Linked DNA regions of Zea mays: region 2 is linked to region 1. A link is a contact called in public Hi-C data. All regions are on one chromosome and are shown on one strand. The core of a region is the stretch at or near the end of the contact, and the rest is flanking DNA. Distances in the headings are between cores, read along the strand shown.

Region 1 (6,944 bases), core at 3,976-6,475:
AATCAGCGTTGACTTTTCGCTGTAAGCTCTGCATTCCCTTAGGAACGTCTTTGGAGCTTCTTCGCCTTTTACTTAGGCGGTATAAGCTCTGCATTCCCTTAGGAACGTCTTTGGAGCTTCTTCGTTTTTACTTTTTTGGCACTCGATGGTGCGCTCTCAGCTTTTACATTTACATTCTTTGGGGGATTTTACTCTTATAAGACTAGAAAAGGAAATTACATATGCTGGCCCCATTAAAAACCTTTCTCCCCCTTTGGAAAGGAAAAGGGTGCCATGAAAGAAAAAAAAAATAAAAAATATGAAAAATTACATCGAATTATACATAATATCGCCGAAGCTCATCCGCATTCCAAGATCTAGGAATGTCATTGCCGTCCATATCTTTCAATCTGTATGAACCGGGCCTTGACGAAGATGCTACTAAGAAAGGCCCGTCCCATTTCAACTGTAATTTGCCCACTGTTTCCGGGTTGGCCACCCTCCGAAGCACCAAGTGCCCTGGCTCAATATTTTTTAGCCGAACCTTTCTATCCCGCCATTTGACTGTTTCAGCTTGATATTTATTAATATTCTCCACGGCTTGCAGTCTGATCCCTTCTAAAGCATCTTTTTCTATAGAATAAGCAGCTTCGGAATCTGATTCTGCCGAAGCTACTATCCTTATTGATCCGGCTTTAGCTTCTTCTGGAGTTATTGCTTCGTCACCGAATAACAACTTGAATGGAGTGAAGCCTGTAGATCTTGATGTTGTCGTGTTGTGGCTCCACACCACTTTGGTTAGCTGATCTGGCCATTTTCCTCTAGGTTGATTGAAGATTAGCTTCATTATTCCTGTCATTATAATGCCGTTGGCTCTTTCAACGAGTCCATTTGATTCCGGGTGCCTGACTGATGCGAAATGGATCTTCGTACCAATTTGGTCACAGAAATCCCTGAAAGCTTCGGAGTCAAACTGTGTTCCATTGTCCACAGTGATAGCCTTTGGCACCCCAAAACGACAAACAATATTCTGCCAGAAAAATTTTTGGATGGTAGCCGAAGTTATTGTGGCTAAAGGCTTCGCCTCAATCCATTTAGAAAAATATTCCACAGCTACCACAACATATCTCAGGTTCCCTTGGGCTGGTGGTAACGGACCTAACAAGTCAAGGCCCCACCTTTGCAATGGCCAAGTGGGTTGTATGAGCTGTGTCAAGGACGAAGGTTGTTTTCGATCTCTTGCACATTTCTGACAACCTTCGCACTTTTGAACCAATTCTGCTGCATCTGAAGCTGCCTTCGGCCAATAAAACCCTTGACGGAAAATTTTTCCGAGTAACGGCCTAGATCCAATGTGAGATCCACACAGGCCTGCATGTATTTCTTTCATTAACTCTATACCTTCGGTTCTAGATAAGCATTTAAGCAGCGGAGCACAAACTCCATGTTTATACAACTCCCCTTCTATCATGACATATGGGCGAGCTCTTGCTTCTATCCTCTTGTTATAAGCTTCGTCATCTGAAAGAAACTTACCCTGAAGGTAAGAGATGATCTCGGTTCTCCAATCTTCGCTAAAAACAGGAGATATATTAAGAACTGCTCTTTCAAGAAGTTCCACCGAAGGTGCTTTTATTGTTTCGAAAAATACATCCGAAGGTAAAGGCAGCCCCTGTGCTGCTGACTTAGCTAGCAAATCAGCATGCTCATTTCGTCCTCTAGGGATATTTTTGACAGAAAACCCTTCGAAGGAAGCTTCAACTCTTCGAACCATATCCAGATATTTTTCAAGCTTCGGATCCTTAGCCTTGCAACTTTTGTCAACATGACCTGAAACAACCTGGGAATCAGTTTTAAGTATGGCTCTTCTGATTCCCATTGCTTTTAACTTTCGAAGACCTAGAATCAATGCTTCGTACTCAGCAATGTTGTTTGTGCAATTAAAATCAAGCTTTGCTGCATAACAAGTTTTGACTTTGGAAGGTGAAACCAACACAGCAGCCGCTCCTGCTCCGAAGGTTCCCCAAGATCCATCACAAAACACTGTCCAGGCTTCGTTGTCTTTATTTGTTTCCTCCTCCTGAGCCCCTGGCGTCCAATCAGCAATAAAGTCTGCCAGTGCCTGTGACTGAATCGAAGATCTATGAACATATTCAATACAAAATTCATTGAGCTCTGCAGCCCATTTTCCAATCCTTCCAGTAGCTTCTCGGTTTCTCATAATATCCTTCAGAGGTTGCGAAGAAGGAACAATTATGTTGTAAGCTTGGAAATAGTGCCGAAGCTTCCTGGAGGCCATCAAGACAGCATACAGTATCTTCTCCAACTCTGTATAATTTTTCTTTGATAAACTAAGGACTTCGGAGACAAAATATATTGGGGCCTGCCTTCTGACTTGACCATCAAGCTTCTCTTGGACAAGCGCTGCACTTACCGCTGAGTGCGAAGCTGCCACATATAATAATAAAGGAGCCCCTGGCATTGGTGGAGTCAGTGTTGTTAGATCTATCAAATACTGTTTCAGTTCTTCGAAAGCCTTCTGCTGGATTGAGCCCCATTGAAAGACTTCGGCCGACTTCAGCACTTCGAAGAATGGTAAATTTCTCTCTGCTGATCTAGATATGAATCTATTGAGAGATGCCAATCTTCCTGTCAATCTTTGAGCCCCCTTCTTTGTAGTTGGTGGCTCCATCCGAAGTATAGCTTCAATTTTACTTGGATTGGCTTCAATTCCCTTTGTTGAAACTAAGCATCCAAGAAATTTTCCCTTCTTCACTCCGAAGACACATTTTTCTGGATTTAACTTTAAACCAGCTTGCCTGAAACTGGCAAAGGTCTCCTGCAAATCGGCAATATGATTTTCCTGCTTCGTGCTTTTGACAATGATGTCATCAACATAGGTTAGCACATTTTTGCCTATTTGAGATTGAAGAACCTTCGCAGTCATTCGGCTGAAACTTCCTCCAGCGTTTTTGAGCCCCTCAGGCATCCGAAGATAGCAATATGTGCCACTTGGAGTAATGAAGCTAGTCTTCGGCTCATCTTCCTTCTTCATCCAAATTTGGTGATAGCCTGAATAGCAGTCTAACAGACTCATGAGCTCTGACGAAGCTGCTGCATCAACTAAAGAGTCTATCCTTGGTAGAGGGAATTCATCCTTCGGACAAGCCTTGTTAAGATCTGTAAAATCGATGCACATTCGCCACTTGCCATTGGCCTTTTTTACCATAACAGTGTTAGCCAGCCATTCTGGGTACTTCACCTCTCTAATAACTCCTGCACTAAGGAGTCTTTTGACTTCGTTACGAGCACCTTCGGCCTTATCATCTGACATTTTCCGAAGCCTTTGCTTTCTGGGTCTGAAGGATGGATCAACATTGAGCGAGTGCTCGATAACATCTCTATTAACTCCACAAAGATCATTGGCTGACCATGCAAAAACATCCTTGTTATTGAACAAAAACCTTATCAAGGTTTTCTCTTGCTCTTCGGATAACTGAGATCCTAACAGCACCTTCTGCTCTGCTATGTCCTCACATAAGAGCATAGGCTTCGGCTGGTCTGCTGAAGCTGCTTTCTCCCTCCTGAACTTGTACTGTTCACAAGCTTCAGCTCCATCTATGTTATGGATTGCTTTTGAGTCAGTCCAATTGCCCTCGGCCCTTCTTGCAGCTTCTTGACTTCCATGGATAGCAATGGGTCCCTGATCCGAAGGTATCTTCATGCAAAGATAGGCAGGATGAAGGATTGCTTCGAAGGCATTAAGAGTACCACGACCAATAATTGCATTGTAAGGATATTCCATGTCAACAATGTCAAACACAACTTGCTCAGTTCTAGTGTTGTTGATGAATCCGAAGGTGACTGACATGGTGATCTTGCCCAGTGCTACAATCTGTCTTCCTCCGAAGCCACAAAGAGGATGTGTAGCATCATGAATCTTATCTTCTGGCTCTTGCATTTGTCTGAAGGCTTTAGCAAATATGATGTCAGCTGCACTGCCTGTATCGACCAAGACATTGTGAACCAGAAATCCTTTGATAACACAAGAGATAACCATGGCATCGTTGTGTGGGTAATCTTTGAGCTGAAGGTCCTCTTGAGAGAAGGTAATAGGAATGTGAGACCATCTTGATTTGATGAAGGGTCCTTGCACCCCAACATGCTGTACTCTTCTCTGTGCTTCCTTCTTCTGCTTCTTGTTAGCTGGCTCTGAGGACGAGCCACCTGTGATCGGGAGCACCAGCTTCGGGTCCGAAGTAACTCCAGCTTGGTTGTTGAACGAAGCCATCAGCTCAAAAAGTGGAAGTGAGTTCACCGGAGGTGGGCGCCAATGTTGGGGATTTGTTCTCAAATGCTATGAATTAAGAACAAGGCAACATAAAATGTTAAATGATTTTGTCCTTCGTCCGTGAAGCATTAAACCCTTTGGGATAATGGATCTTAGACGAAGGTTGATAAGCGTCTTATTACGAAGTTGAACCTTCGTAATAAACTTTCAATAAACGTTATAGAATAATGCAAAGTAAAAAAGGTAAGAATGGATAAATGATTCACAGATGCATAATATAATATTCACTTAATGTATTGAATCATAAAATACAATGATACCTATGCCTTGACAAAGGTTGTATTCCGAGAAATGCGATTGCAAAAATCAGAATGCGTGAACAGTAACGGAATACTGTTCACTATTTATAGGCACAGGACGCAGCCTGTGAGGAATTACAAGTATGCCCCTTATAAGAACTTACAACGTTGACTCAGACCTTTATGGACTAAAAGGTCATTCTATCTTTAAGTCGGTTTGTAATGCCGAAGCTCTGCGAAGAGGCATCTTCGGCTATCTTGTACGAACAGCTTCATCCGAGGATCACTTCTCTTTATAAGACCTTCGGCGACGAAGCATAGACCCAACAGGCTGTTCATGGATGCTGCAGCTCCCTGTTTCTCTCTGCGTGCGTGCTCTTCTTCTCTTTGCCGTCTCATCCATTCGATCCAACATGAGACGCCGGCGACGAGACCACGAGATTCACAGAGAAACGCTAGACGAGAGCCATGTCCTGGCCTGGCCTGGCCTCTGTCTGGACCAGCGCCCGTTCAGTTCAGAGGGCAGCCTAGGTTGTTCGTTGATCTAGTTATAGCTAGTAGCTACTACAGCTTTGCGCATGGCTGCTACCTGCTATGCATGCCTTTTTGCATCTATCCTTCTTTTGTTTCTAGCGCTTAATCTCATGGCTCGCTCCCATAATCCCTGCCATCACAGAGCTTTCCTTGTCTCAGCTCCCAAGTCCCAACAAACATGTAAAGGTCCTAATATAAGGAGGGAAGAAAAGTAAACACATCTTGCCTTTCTCTTTGATTCGTCAACCCAAAACGATCGCTCGAGACAAAACAGAGCTTGCGAGCCAGATAACACCGTCACAAAAGAGACAAGTTCTGTGCAAGTTCTCTGGCCTCCTAGCGCTTCCGTGTTCCAGACGAGCTTCTCTAGCTGCAAAGGGGCCAAAATTCTCGTTGCCAAGTCAGATGCTGCTTCGTCTTATTTGCTGCCAGCTGGCTTATCAACTTGTAGCTTACACCTGGACCCGGTGTCCAGTCAATTATTGCTGATGTCAATCAATCCATCTTGATATTTTTGGAGTGTTTAGATTGTAGCGACTAATTTTTAGTCTCATCATTTTATTTTATTTTAGTCCATAAATTATCAAATATGTTAACTAAAATAGAACTTTGGTTTCTATATATTTGGCAAATTTAGATATTAAAAATGGAATAAAATAATAATCCCTAAAAACCAAACGTGTCGGGGACCATAATTAGGGGTACCCTCAAGACTTCTAATTCTCAGCTGGTAACCCCATCAGCACAAAGCTGCAAAGGCCTGATGGGTGCGATTAAGTCAGGGATCGGTCCATTCGAGGGACTCGATCACGCCTCGCCCGAGCCTAGCCTCGGGCAAGGGCAGCCGACCCCGGAGAATCTCCGCCTCGCCCGAGGTCCCCCTCCAGCGACGAACATACTTCCGGCTCGCCCGAGGCTCTGTCTTCGCCAAGAAGCAACCCTGACCAAATTGCCGCGCCAACCGACCAAATTGCAGGAGCATTTAATGCAAAGGTGGCCTGACACCTTTATCCTGACGCGCGCCCTTCAGTCGACAGAGCCGAAGTGACCGCAGTCACTTCGCCGCTCCACTGACCGGTCTGACAGAAGGACAGCGCCGCCTGCGCCGTACTGACTGCAGTGCCACTTAACAGAGTGAGGCTGACAGGCAGTCAGGCCCGGCCTCAAGCGCCATAGGAAGCTCCGCTTCGCCCGACCTAGGGCTCGGACTCGGGCTCAGCCCCTGAAGACGGCGAACTCCGCTCCGCCCGACCCAGGGCTCGGACTCGGGCTAAGCCCCGGAAGACGGCGAACTCCGCTCCGCCCGACCCGGGGCTCAGACTCGGGCTAAGCCCCGGAAGACGGCGAACTCCGCTCCGCCCGACCCAGGGCTCGGACTCGGGCTAAGCCCCGGAAGACGACGAACTCCGCTCCGCCCAACCCAGGGCTCGGACTTGGGCTCAGTCCCGGAAGACGGCGAACTCCGCTCCGCCCGACCCAGGGCTCGGACTTGGGCTCAGCCCCGGAAGACGACGAACACCGCTCCGCCCGACCCCAGGGCTCGGACTCAGCCCTGGCCTCAGCTGACGGTCTCCGCCTCGCCCGACCCAGGGGCTCGGACTCGACCTCGGCCACGGAAGACAGACTCGACCTCGACCTCGGTGGAGCCTCCACATCGCCCAATCTAGGGCGCAGACCAGCCACGTCAACAGGAGGCGCCTTCATCACCCTACCCCGAGCTGACTCAGGCCACGGGGAACAAGACCGGCGTCCTATCTGGCTCGCTCCGCCAGATAGGCAATGATGGCGCCCCGCACACCCTGTAACGACGGCGGCTCTCAGCTCCCTTACGGAAGCAAGAG
Region 2 (6,842 bases), core at 355-2,854, 260 kb before region 1:
TTGCGTACGCTCGGATTGCGGTATGGGCTGCCCCGCAATGCATGGCCTGCGAACCGAGATGCACGGATGATGCACCTGGGCTGAATACGCAAGACCCGCTCAAGTGATTGCTGCAGCAGTTTCTCAACAAAACAGTGATTGGTTTTGTTGCAGCAAGGCAGCAACCGCTCTTGCAATTCTTTTTTGCTGTCTCGCAATAAGGAAATTGTTAAAGCGAAGTTGCGTGGTAAAAGCGTGTCTGGGTCTATTTTCGAATATTTGTGGTCCGCTAGTTCAATTTTAACTAAAACACGACAAATAGAAAAGAACGGAGAGAGTACAAAATAACAAGACAACCATTCTCATCCTCCGTTCCAAAGTACATCATTCTCATCCTCTGTTCCAAATAACATGTCTCTTTGGTGACCGTATCATATCAACTGTCTAAGATAGTTGCTATAATGCCTATTAATTTCGATACAATCATCACTTGTAAAGAGATATCTTTTGAGAGAGAGAGAGATTTTGAAGATGTGTCTATTTAAATAGCCACATGTTTCGCAACACTCTCTCCTAATCAGGTGGCGGATATAGGCCTAGGGCCAACCAGTTCGTGGTCTGAGGCATGATCTTTATATCTCTACTTATGTTTGTTGTCTTTTAATCAAAATACATTGATCACATCGGATATTTTTTTATGACTTTTCATTCCTCGAATTTTGTTACCGCTTATATATTCTGTTTAAGAGGATTAGGCCCCGTTCGTTTTATTCCGAGATTATATAATCTGGCTTGTAGATTATATAATTATATAGTGACATATTTATGGCTTATCGTAGTCTAGGTATCTATATTATATAGTCCAACTAATAATATGTGTTGTTTGTTTGTCTCTTAACTTATTTAATATGAATTATATAATCTCGAGTCAAAACAAATAGGGTCTTAGACAGGTGGTGAGGAAAATCATTCCATTAGTTTAAAGCCGAAAATAGAATTAGCCATGACTATGCAACTGACCAGCACCTCCAAGGCTACAACCAAAGTCAAATTGAGTGGTCGTGCGGTGGGAGTGTAAAATAAAGCCATCACGGGGAAGTGGATAGAGCTGCCACAGACAGGCCCACAGGGGACTGGGTCCCTCGGTGCTGACATGGATCCACGTCCACTGGCCTAAGCTGCGTGGTCACGCATGATTAGACCAGCATATGGGGCCTGAGGTATTGTCTTGGCGATGCCAAACGTGGAGTGTGGGAGAGGGGAAGGAAGAGAGATGCCTTTCTCTAATTCTCTACCTAAACAAACACTCGCTCTAATTCTCTGCCTAATCAAACACTCGGCCGATGAGTGAAGTATGTTTTTGGACGATAACCTCTGAACCCTTATCGCTAGCTGGTCGTCACCGTCCAATCTGCAACAGTCGAATCTGCAACGATCGAAGGATAGTGCGCATGACGTAACTCGTGAACAGGCAAGATACAATGAAGGGGATTTTTTTAGTCAAGCCAAAAAATCACCCTAAGGTAGAATTGAACTCAGGATCTAAAGATGTTACTCGAAAGCCTTAACTATTACGCTACGTACCATTTCGCGCCTAAGCAAACTCTCGCCCTTGCATTCCTTTACAAGCATAAGCTAGAATTAGCTGCCCCAAAAATGCTTATATTCACATGCATGGCAAGACATACTAATAAACATGGCCATGTGCCAAATTAAACAAGAACTCAATTGCACACGAAAAAAAATGGGCCGAGACTTATCCGAAAGGTAAGAGAACTCAATTCGAAGAGAAGTTGGCACCAAGCATTCGTATGGCAGCCGGTCGACGGACGCATGCGGCCGGCCGCACGCACGCGTCACGCGTGTACGCTGCTCCAGCCTTATCACCTATCAGTTCCCCATGGCAAACGATGCCGATTAGCGACCCCGTGCCGTCGTGATCCATCCAGCGGAGAAGAAGAACAAGCCACTTGCGGCGGACCTGCCTGCATTCTCCCCTTCCAGAGCGCCACCTGCCCGGCCCTTGCTGGCCACCCTGAACGAGCACAAGCGTCTCGCTGTCCGGAACCGATCGTTCCAGGCCTCGGCGCTAGCTAGCTGGTGGCGTTGGCATCAGAACCCCTGGCGGGCCTCGTCGCTAGTCTGCAGCCCTGCAGATGATTGATGCGAAACGCGCGCGACATCTCCTCTCTGTGTGTCGACAACGACGCGGCCAGTGAAGTTTTAGAATCTACCCCGTGCAATCAGAGGCGTCTCGCTTTCGTGCTAGCTCTTCTTTTCCGTGACGAGATCTTGATTGGTTTGGTTTGGGCCCTTCTGGTTGCAAAAGGGCAGCTAGATTTGCTGTGGAAGGAAAGTGCAGCCGATGAGTTGTTGATCCTGGCAGACATGCCGACCGGCGTGGACACCTGCTTCTGATACGCTGTTGCTTTCGGTCTGGCCCTGCCTGCCAGGAATTTTCACTGCTATCGAATCGAATTACAGTGTTGTGGCATGCCCATCTGTGGTTGTAAGGATTATCCATGATATTTTTAAGGATTATCCATGGTACTTGGCTACTTGCCACCGCACTACGGGCACTACTGTACATACGAAGCACTTCATGTAGCCGAGATACAGATACCAGAGCCACAATGACAGCAAATCCAGGCGACGCCGAACTGATTGTCCCCCAACTCCCTCCATCGCCACGCACCTCGCTGCTACTGATGATCTTTAGCCAAAACAGCGGACGACATGGCCATGATCTCCCACAGCGACAATATCCACTTGAGCCAGTTTCCTTGTCCAGAGAGGCAGAACCCATCTGATCTACCTAAAAAGCGCGCTATTTTTATACGGCCACCACCAGGTCAGAGTCAGCAAGGCATCCGGCGCATACAGCATACTTCTCTCCTCCGTCGCAACTCGCAACTCCCGTCCCACAAAGACCCTTTTTTTCCAAGTCTCACCTCCACACCTCCGCCTCTCTTTCTCTTGAGTCGCCTTCCTCTTGTTCTCCACCCACACGCGTGGCAACGGGAGAGCAGCCCATGCATGGTCTTGGTCTCTTGCGCTTGCCCCTTGCTCCTTGGGGAGCAAGTAGGTTGAATTGAAGAAGAAGCGGCCGACCGACGGTTATCAAACTGTCGCTAACCGCATAGAGAAGAAAGGCATCCATCCTACACAGCTCCTCTCGCATTGCGCGCGTCGAAATCTTGCAGTTCCGATGGGGGTGGGCGCGTCGAGCGTGGGGGCGGCGGAGGGGTGCGGCCGGGGGTGGGGGCCGCGGCACACGTCGCTGGGCGACATGCCGGAGAGCTGCGTCGCGGCGGTGCTGCTCTACCTCGACCCGGCCGAGATCTGCCAGGTGGCCTGCCTCAACCGGGCGTTCCGGGGCGCGGCCTCCGCCGACTGCATTTGGGCCGCCAAGCTGCCCGCCAACCACAGGTACCTCGCCGCGCTCGCGGCCGCGGCAGACGACGACGACTGCAGCTGCGGCTGCGACGGCGTGGCGGCCGAAGGCAGCTGTTCCACTGTGGCGATCAAGAAGGAGCTATACGCGCGCCTCTGCCGGCCCACCCCGTTCGACGGCGGTACCAAAGTAATCTCTCTCTTTTTCTTTTATTTAGTCGTTTGCAATTATATTGTGATAAAAACACTATTTTGCACTTTAATGTTCGTAAAATAAAGGTTAAATATATAGAAATAAAGTAAGCTGCTGTGCTGGAGATAGCTTGATGCTTTTGCTTTTGATAGATGCCCCATGATTTTGGTGCGAGATGGTCTAACTAAAAGCAGTTATTCGAGTAGGAGTTCTGGATCGAGAAGAAGGGAGGTTTCTGCATGTCCATCTCCTCAAAGGCTATGTCGATCACAGGAAGAAATGATCGGAGGTATTGGAGCGACCTGTCCACAGAGGAATCAAGGTACTTTGCTTTTGTTTTCATTTTCCCCCCATAGTAAGGCCCCGTTTCAATCTCACGGGATAAACTTTAGCTTCCTGCTAAACTTTAGCTATATGAATTAAAGTGCTAAAGTTTAGTTTCAATTACCACCATTAGCTCTCATGTTTAGATTATAAATGGCTAAAAGTAGCTAAAAAATAGCTGCTAAAGTTTATCTCGCAAAATTGGAACAGGGCCTAAATGTACTCATTAGGAGGTTAAGGCACTGTTCCAATCTCGCGAGATAAACTTTAGCAGCTTTTTTTAGCTACTTTTAGCCATTTGTAATCTAAACAGGAGAGCTAATGATGGTAATTGAAGCTAAACTTTAGCACTTCAATTCATATAGCTAAAGTTTAGCATGAAGCTAAAGTTTATCCCGTGAGATTGAAACGAGGCCTAAGATCGCATTCCATGAACCTGTCACTGTCAGCGTCGTCGTGAGAAAAATGGAAGCGATGAACTTTTACACGATCTATACTCGTTATTCTTAACAGTCATACTCATTATTCTTTTCCGGTGAACATTTAATGTGTTTCTTTCGTTAATGAATTGGTTGAACATCTCTTTTCCTGGTACATATGTGTTTCTTTCACATACCTACCCAACAAAGGTCTATGGTTTTATTTTCCCAGTAGGGTGCATTTAGACGTCCTCAACGCCGGACAACTTAATTATCCAGATTGTCAGCGCCAATTGACAAATTAGCAAGCCAATGAAGTTCTTTTAGTGACCGATATTTATTTTTTAAGGCTTTGTGCTATGTTACTGAGCATTCATGGTGCTATGTTATCTTTCGTGCTATTGTACATGTACAAAATCCTGAAGCAAATCAGCATGGTGCAAACAACGAAAGTCACGTCAGCAGCCCCGGTCCTATGATTTTGAGGGCTCCAGAAGGGCCCTCTAAACTATATAAACAATTCTATGATACATATAAATATATATATGTTCTAACTTTACATACAAAATAAAAACAAAAACATTAATATATTTAATGTAACATGTCAAATAATTATTAAGAAATAAAGCCGATCAAAATAACAATATATTTATAGCTTGGATCTACTATGATTACCTTAATGAAGAATAGAACTCTATGACACAATTGCTTCTCATGTATAATATGTAATTATTTTTTAAAGAATATGTAATTATGTATCATGTATAATATGGAATGCGAATAATATGATCATGTGCACAACACAACACTGAAACTAATTTTAAAAATATCTAAGAGACTTAGACGCTAGCAGGTAATTCTAATATTCTAATTCACCAAATATGTAAGACGCTAGCAGTAATAGGTAATTCACCAATCAAATATTTAAATCACTAATTCACCATTCTCCGATTCACGTATTCACCATCGACCAAATTAGTGAATGGATGGGACTGCTCTCACGTATCCACCTGGCTTGGGTGTGGCCGCCTGCCCGCCTCCACGCATGGGCCTGGTCGGCTGGCCTGCTGGTGCTGGCCGATGGGCAATGGATGGGACTCTGGCCGTGGCTGTCTGGCGGATCGCGGTGGTGGTCTGGGCGTCTGGTGGATCGCGGCTACGGCCTGCGGTTGGCGTCCGACGATTAGAGATTCAGAGATCGCTGCTGGCTGCGGCGTGCAAGGTCAGATATTTGGTAAATTGGTGATTGAGTCATAGACGGCGGGGCCTTATATCTACTATCTATTATATATTGGGCCCCTCTCCATTCTGGGCCTCCGGCGGTCGCATCTGTTGCATGGGCCTAAGGCCGGCCCTGCACGTCAGTGTCATCGGAAAGACTATTATATATCTTCAGTCTGACGTCTACTGAGGCATATTATTGGTTCTGATGTGATTTGGTTTACTGTACTTACATGACTTGCCCGTCGAGTACATTTATAGTTCTCGTACTGTTCTTGCATGTCATCAGCAAAGCACCCAACAACCACGTTACCACCTTTAACACCTGAATGATAGATAGCATTGTTATACATTGCAGATTTCACAGCGTTGCCTATCTTCGGCAGATCTGGTGGCTAGAGGTGGATGGTGAGATCGACTTCTGCTTCCCCGCCGGATCATACAGCCTATTCTTCCGGCTCCACCTGGGCCGGCCGCGCACGCGCCGAGCTCGCCGCCGCGGTGGCTCCGACAACGACATCCACGGCTGGGACATCAGGCCGGCGCGGTTCCGGCTCTCGACCTCGGACCACCAGCAGCACACCACCGCGTCCGAGGCTCACGCTCGCCTAGCTAGCCCCGGAAGATGGGTCCTTTACCACGTCGGCGACTTCGCCGTGTCGAGCCCAGACGAGGTGACGGAGCTCAGGTTCTCCATGATGCAGATTGACTGCACGCACACGAAAGGCGGCCTGTGCGTTGATTCGGTCTGTATATACCCCAAGCGTCACGGCGGGTACGAGGAGGACTGCGTGTTCTGCCAGAAGATCTTGTAAGAGCGCTTGGATCCCTTGGCCAGCCTGTTTCTTCTTCTTCTTCTTCCTTTCGGGATGTTCTCTGTCCAAAAGGGTAGTGCGCATATTCTCTTTTATTTTTCTTCTTCTTCTTTCTGAGAGATTTTGCATGAACATTCACTTTTTTTTGGGGGGGGGGGGGGGGGGGGGCAAGGTCTTATTCTGTATTTAGTTTTGGTAGTGTCAGTAAGTAGGGAGGTCAGGAAGTAGATAGTAGGTAATAGGATTATAGCGATTTATGATTGGGGCGATTGAGACGTGTGTGTTGAAATTGAAACAGGTGTTTCATTACATGTACATAGATCTTGTGTTTATACATTATTGGAGACGTATGCTTCCAGTCCGTTTCACTTGATTTTGCCTTCGCAAGTATTCGATCGAGGGCCAAGTCTCCCATGTCGCTGAACTACGGGGCTTTTGTCAATTATCAGTGCACGCCGCATGGACCGCAACTGCAGCTTTCTGGAATTGCTGTGCCCA

What was found. A called contact is a pair of places that touch in the nucleus more often than the background predicts.
Region 2: a contact with region 1 is called in a Hi-C map of leaf, with 6 times the contacts expected there. The contact joins the promoter of LOC103641953 here to the enhancer-like site in region 1. A contact is called at or near these places in 4 of 25 Hi-C or Micro-C datasets (ear, leaf and tassel).

The regions. Positions count from the first base shown.
Region 1 is chr10:139,088,207-139,095,150 of Zm-B73-REFERENCE-NAM-5.0, reverse strand. The region is part of intron 2 of LOC103641951 (SPX domain-containing membrane protein OsI_17046); the gene reads left to right. Among protein-coding and RNA genes, the nearest start is that of LOC103641951, 8.7 kb to the left of the region's middle. Within about 2 kb of position 5,225, at least 16 of the 20 cell types and tissues checked have an H3K27ac peak or open chromatin away from gene starts, as enhancers often do. A contact at or near this core is called in ear and leaf, where this site is marked.
Region 2 is chr10:139,345,478-139,352,319 of Zm-B73-REFERENCE-NAM-5.0, reverse strand. It overlaps LOC103641953 (F-box protein PP2-A13), which reads left to right and starts at 1,604. Exons shown (of 3, transcript XM_008665252.4): 1 at 1,604-3,562; 2 at 3,772-3,887; 3 at 5,888-6,712. The coding sequence starts at 3,188. The coding sequence ends at 6,344.